2 separate regions of the Oryctolagus cuniculus genome follow, and region 2 is linked to region 1. The links are chromatin contacts, called in public Hi-C maps. All regions are on one chromosome and are shown on one strand. The core of a region is the stretch at or near the end of the contact, and the rest is flanking DNA. Distances in the headings are between cores, read along the strand shown. Region 1 holds the start of TLE1 (TLE family member 1, transcriptional corepressor). Region 2 overlaps TLE1 (TLE family member 1, transcriptional corepressor).

Region 1 (3,121 bases), core at 476-2,975:
GTGCACCGGGGAGAGGCGGCTCAAGAAAGGACTACGCTCTGAGGAATTTCTGAATGTGACCTCGCTTTCAAGGAGCAGCATCAGACAAGAGGCCACCACACAAAAAACCATTTTGCTCGCATGACCAAAAAAACCCCTCCCTCCCGCCCCCAAGGCGAGACTACGCCGTGAGCCCCCGAGTTACTTTTACTGAGCCCACAAGATTCGCACTAGAGCGCAAAGTGAACAAGTGGCAGGATTTCGGCAAACTCAAGCCCCCGGCTTCCGCCGCAGCACGCTCACGGGTCCCTCCCGCCAGCGCGCGCCCGCGCGCTCCCCAGCCGGGCCCACGTTACTTTGATTGACAGCCCGGCCCCGCCGCTCTCCTTCCCACCGACCTTCCCATCCTTCGTGCCAATCTCCGCGTCGCGCCGCCTCTCATTGGCTGCTTTTGGAGTCCCGCGGCTCCTCCAGGAACAGTTCCTCCCCGAGCCCGGGAGGACGCGGCTGGCGGAGGAGGGGCGGAGGGGGTGGGAGGGGAGACGGGGGAGACGGCGGAGATGGAAGCGAGCGGGGAGGGCGCAGGGGGAGCGGGAGGCACGGCCAGTCCGGCGCGGCGCCGCCATAGGCTCGAGGGAGGCGTGGCGTCAGTGCCCCACGTTGGGCGCGGCGAACGCGATTGGTTGATGCGGGCCCCCCTACTCCCCCGGCAGCCTCCCGGGCCCACGTCCCCCGCCGGCTCCGAGCTCGCGGCCCCCGCCCGCGCGGGGCTGGGCGGGGCCGGCGCTGGTTAGCTCCGGAGTGTGAAACCGCGTGTTAATGTAACCGGTGCGAGAGGCGCGGGCGGCGGCGGCTGTAGGAGCAGCGGCGGCGGCGGCGGCGGCGGCGGGTACCCTGTGCCCACGTCCCCGAGGCAACCGATCGCGCCACCCCCCCTGCCCTCGCACGGCCGGGCGAGACCCGAGCCCTCAGCTCGGACCTCCGCTGGCCCGCGCGCGGAGACCCGAGCCCCGCCGGGATTACTCGGACTCGTCGGCGGAGTTTGCCCGCCGGGGCGGGAGGCCGAGCGGCGGAGCGCACTCCTGCTCTTCTCCCCACCGTCTCGTGGATGTCGTTCCTCGGGTCGTGAGGGAACTTTGCAGCGGGCTGGAGCGCCCTTCACGGAGAGGCAGACGAGGGGAAGGAAAGGAAGAGGGCCGAAGAAGAAGGGTCCGGAGCGGCCGTGCGGGGCGAGTACGCATGGGCTGCGGCGCCCTGATGCGCCCCGGGCTGGAGGAGCAGCGGGTGGCTCCGGGACTGCCCTCCGTGGAGTAGCTCTGTCGGGCCAGGAGGGTTTGTGCAACCGCGGAGAACACCGATTGCCGGTTGCGCGGGGCGTGCCGAGCCGCCTCACGGCGCGCCCTCCGCACTTTCCCCGCCTCGTCATCCCTTGCTGCCCGGTCCGGGCTGAGGCTTCGGACCACCGGGCTCGGAGCCTCCGCTTCGGCTCTGAGATCGCTCCCTACTGCCTCCCACGAAGAGCGCCCGACTCCGGGGCGCAGCCGGGACCGGCGGGGGTCGGCCCGGAGCGCCGCCGCTCCTTGTGTGTGTGTGTGTGTGTGTGTGAGAGGTGAGCCGGGGGCGCCGCGCCACCTGCACCTCGCCCGCCCCTGCGAGGAGACCGAGCAGGAGAAGAGCGAAGGAAAGCAGCCCGCCTGGATTTGTTTGCCCGCGACGGGCGCCGCGCACGCGGATCGCCCAAGGGGAGCGCAGCCCGAGTCGCCGCGTCTCCACCTCACCGCCCCGGGCGTCTGAGGCCCGCGGGTTGGAGCACAGTCGCTGTGCGCTCTCCCCCCGGCGCCGGCGGCGCCGCGCAGGTCCTTGGAGCAGCTGGGCCCGGGGCGTCCCGAGATGTGGCCCTGAGGGCGGGAGCCCGCACCGGCGGGAGCAGCAGCAGCCGCGGGCGCCGAGTGGCCGGTGCGTCTCGCCGAGCGCGCCTGCGTGCGTGGCCAGCGCGCTCCCCGCTTCTGCCCGGCTGAATTGTCCTCGGCGGGATTAAAGTTGGAAATTGAGCGGAGAATTGAGTTGCCCGGGAACAGAGCTGCGGCCGCCGCCAGAAGAGCAATGTTCCCGCAGAGCCGGCACCCGGTGAGGCGCGGCCGGGTGGGTGGGGGCAGGCGCGCGGGGCTTGGGAGACTCGGTCTTGTGCAGTAGGGTCGTGGGCGGCTGTCGTACACCCCCGGCACCCGGCGGCGCGAGGCCAGGGGCTCCTGGTCCCTCCCTCCGTGGGGTGGCGAGTGAGCTGAAACTCAAGTCCCCCACCCCACCCCACCCCCTTCCCCTCTGGGGCCCCTTCCTAGTTGACGTCTAGACCGGGCGGACGCGAGCGCTGGGGGAGGCTGGGGTTTCTCTCCCCAGCCACATCCTGCGCTTTTCCCCGAGGCGGGTTTGGCGGCCCCCCTTTGTTTCTCGTCTCGCCTATTTACATGTCAATGCGGCCCCCGTTCCGGTGCGTCCGGAGGTGGCCCTGGCGACTCTGGGAATGGAGGACTTAAGGGAGTTGTTTTTCTCCTCCGGTCCCCGGGGTCATTGTCGCCCCCGTGGGGGAGGGGGCGACGACGACGACGTTCTGGTCTGGTCCCCGCACGCCGCACCCCCCAGGTCGCCAGGCAGTCCTCTCTACTCGGGCGGGTTGACCCGGGAGCACTTGGCGAGATCTGCCCAGGAGGCCGAAAGAGCTTCCGAGCCTTTTTAGAAGCTGGGGGTTGGGAGTGTGTGGGGGGGTCCGTTTCCCCCCTCCCCAAAGTGAAGCTCAGACTTGAGTTTGGGTCTCCGTTTTCTGCCGTCTCTAACTTTTTTGTTTATGTCCCACCCGTTCTTGCCTCTCCTGACTTTATCCGTCTGCCCGCCCGCATCCCCGTCCCTCGGTGCCCATCGCCGATCGCCCCCAGACGCCGCACCAGGCTGCAGGCCAACCCTTCAAGTTCACTATCCCTGAGTCCCTGGACAGGATTAAGGAGGAATTCCAGTTCCTGCAGGCGCAGTATCACAGGTGCGTGTCCGGCTGAGCGGGCGGCCCCTTAGCCCCTCGGTCGCCCAGCCCGGTGGTGGCGTTGGCTGTATTGAGTGCTTGCGTCCAGGCGGTGGCGTGTGGAGTCGCAGT
Region 2 (2,851 bases), core at 309-2,808, 88 kb after region 1:
TTTTTTGTGTGTGCACTTTTTAAAAGGCCTGCAGTGTATTAGCTTTTGGAGTTTAAATGATAATTTAGTCCATTGGAATTAAAAAATAATCTTTAGAGTTTTGGTGTGGAACTGGAAGTATACAACTAGGAATAGGTTCATTTGTATTTAACAGGGAAAGAAAATGATAGCTGAAATAATGTGGGAATTTATTTATTTCTCTCGTAAAAGACAATGGCTCCCTGCAGACAAGAGGAAAATATCACAGCTCCATTATGTCACAGGGGCCTCTCTGCTTCCTCACTTTCTGTTCTCTCCTTCAGCACTTGATTCCATTTCCAGAGTAACCTGGTAGCCTAACAGGGCTGCAGGATCTCCAGTCACGTTGCTTATAGTTCAGGTGGAAGGAAGGACGAAGCAAAGAGGACGGCCATGTCCTTTCTTTTTAATTAATAAACTTTATTTTTTAGAACAGTTTTAGGTTTGTAGCAAAATTGAGCAGAAAGTACACAGAGTTCCCATACCCTTCCTTTCCTCCCTCCCTTCTAAGTGAAGAATTTCCTCAAACTGCCATCCGGGAGCTTAGGCTGTTGGTCAGAATTTGGGAACACCTGGCTGAAGGGAACCTGGGAAGAGTAGTGTTTTAGCTGGGAGCTCAGTGCCTTAGAAAAATCTCCAAGGATCACGGCCAAGGTAGTCAAGGGAGTTGTTGGGATGTAAATCCCGGTCACAAAGCTATTGGACGTGGGAGAATCTTACTTTCTCTTGCTTATGGAAAAGGGACTTTAAGCCCAAGCCTTAAAGTGATGTGTTTGGAAAACTGTTCTTTTGTTTGTTAACATTGAAATATACTATTTATATAATTCTTGTGCGTTTTAGGAGCTCTATCTTAGGCACTGACAGTAATTGTTCTAAATTATACTAAGAAAGCACACGATTATACAAGGTACATGGAAGGACTTATTTTATGTTAATTTGGAAGCACATTAAATGTTTTACAGTGGGATTTGAAGGGGTGCTTCATAGAATGGGTTAGCACGGTTTTTAAATCTTAAAAAAATTCTAAAAATATAGTTCAACATAGGTGTCTTTTGGTACACTGTGGATTCTGTTTACTTTTAATTTATTGCATTGTAAATACTTCACCATGTACAGATTTCAAAAGGAAACTTTGCTTTTCTCTGTGTTTCCCTTAGAGCAGTGCCGAGGTCCTAAACACTTCCTTTATGATAAATGAGTCTTCTGTTTTCTTTCCAATTGTCCCCTCTCCAAAAGTGCATACTCCTTCCATGTGACTGCAGACGGCCAGATGCAGCCAGTCCCCTTCCCCCCCGACGCCCTCATCGGACCTGGGATCCCCCGACACGCTCGCCAGATCAACACCCTCAACCACGGGGAGGTGGTGTGCGCCGTGACGATCAGCAACCCCACGAGGCACGTGTACACGGGCGGCAAGGGCTGCGTCAAGGTCTGGGACATCAGCCACCCTGGCAACAAGAGCCCCGTCTCGCAGCTCGACTGTCTGGTGAGTGAGCAGGAACTGGTGCATGGGGGTAATTTCTCCCTGGAGACTCAATAAGGAAATAACTGTCCAGGCCCGGGTTTTATTCCCATTATGAGGAAATGGAAGCCCCTTCTGTTTCCTGTGTTAGTTACTTGGCTCCCCCACCCAGCCTGCTCCTATAACCCTGAAGCTTGCATTTGTTGCTGTTGCAGTGGTTACATTTCAAAGTGGGTGGATTTCTTGTTTTAAACACTGTCTGGTGGCTTACAGAATTTCTCCTTGTGTGGGTGTGTATCATGCTGAATTTTCCCATTTAGTGGGCCCAAGTATGGCCATGCCTGGACTCTGATCCCTGCAATCTACTTTAATTTCCCTATATCCTTCAGATAAACATTGCCTAGTAAACATTGGATAACATGGCATAAAAACCATTCTGAACGGGGTCTGTGTTTTTAAGGGAGCCCTGGGACAGCTGGTTGGGTTTTATGACCTTAACTTCAGGAAAGGGTGAAAGGGTCACCTTGCAAAAAATAAGGGCAGTAGTCAGGAGAACAGGAGCCGCGAGAATGCTTTCATGGTCCCTGTACCGTGTTGTGCATATTTCAGGGTCATCCCAGATACAGGAACAAGTTCCTGTCTCTCAGGTGTAACCCAGCATTTACAGACCACATACCATTGGCCCTAAGCAGACTCATGGCTGCCTGCCCTGACCCGTGGTGAGGGCCTGACCTCCACTGCTGCACTTGGTGCCACATACCTGCTGCCCGCCTGACAAGCACAGGGGTTCCAGAGAGTTTTTCCAAAAAGCAGAGTGACAGGGTTTTTTGAAGCATAAAGACTTTTTGAGGGTAGTTATTTGTGTAAAAATTTTTTAAAGATTTATTTATTTATTTGAAAGGCAGAGTGTCAGAGACAGAGGGAAAGACAGAGAGATCTTCTATTCACTGGTTCACTCCCCAAATGGTCACAATGGCTGGAGCTGGGCTAGGCCAAAGCCAGGGGACAGAAACTCTATCCAGGTCTCCCATGTGGGTGCAGGAGCCTAGTGCTTGGACCATCTTCCTCTGCTCTCCTAGATGCTTTAGCAGAGAGCTGGATTGGAAACAGAGCATCCGGGAATCTAACCAGTGCTCTGATATGGGATGCCGGCTTTGCAGTTGGTAGCTTAACCTGCTGTTCCACGACACTGGCCCCTTTGTAATTTTTAGAAATCAGATAATTTACAAACATCTTCGTTAGTGAGACTTGTACTTAAAAACAGCCCAATATTCTGTAATAGTGGAAGTAGAATTTTATGCTTAAAGTTTTTTCTAATCTTTGGAAGATGGGCCATTGCTACAGAGTACAAACTTCAGCTCTGTTCCTTTG

Evidence for each region. A called contact is a pair of places that touch in the nucleus more often than the background predicts.
Region 2: a Hi-C map of an unstated tissue shows a contact between it and region 1, with 1.9 times the contacts expected there. The contact joins the enhancer-like site here to the promoter of TLE1 in region 1. A contact is called at or near these places in 2 of 6 Hi-C or Micro-C datasets (ear pinna and an unstated tissue).

The regions. Positions count from the first base shown.
Region 1 is chr1:148,539,424-148,542,544 of mOryCun1.1, forward strand. It overlaps TLE1 (TLE family member 1, transcriptional corepressor), which reads left to right and starts at 1,726. Exons shown (of 18, transcript XM_070050403.1): 1 at 1,726-2,106; 2 at 2,910-3,010. The coding sequence starts at 2,083. It overlaps LOC100355171, which reads right to left and starts at 655. Exons shown (of 4, transcript XM_070050415.1): 1 at 378-655. The coding sequence starts at 605.
Region 2 is chr1:148,627,338-148,630,188 of mOryCun1.1, forward strand. It overlaps TLE1 (TLE family member 1, transcriptional corepressor), which reads left to right. Exons shown (of 18, transcript XM_070050403.1): 13 at 1,255-1,504. Among named protein-coding and RNA genes, the nearest start is that of TLE1, 88 kb to the left of the region's middle. Within about 2 kb of position 1,559, at least 2 of the 8 cell types and tissues checked have an H3K27ac peak or open chromatin away from gene starts, as enhancers often do.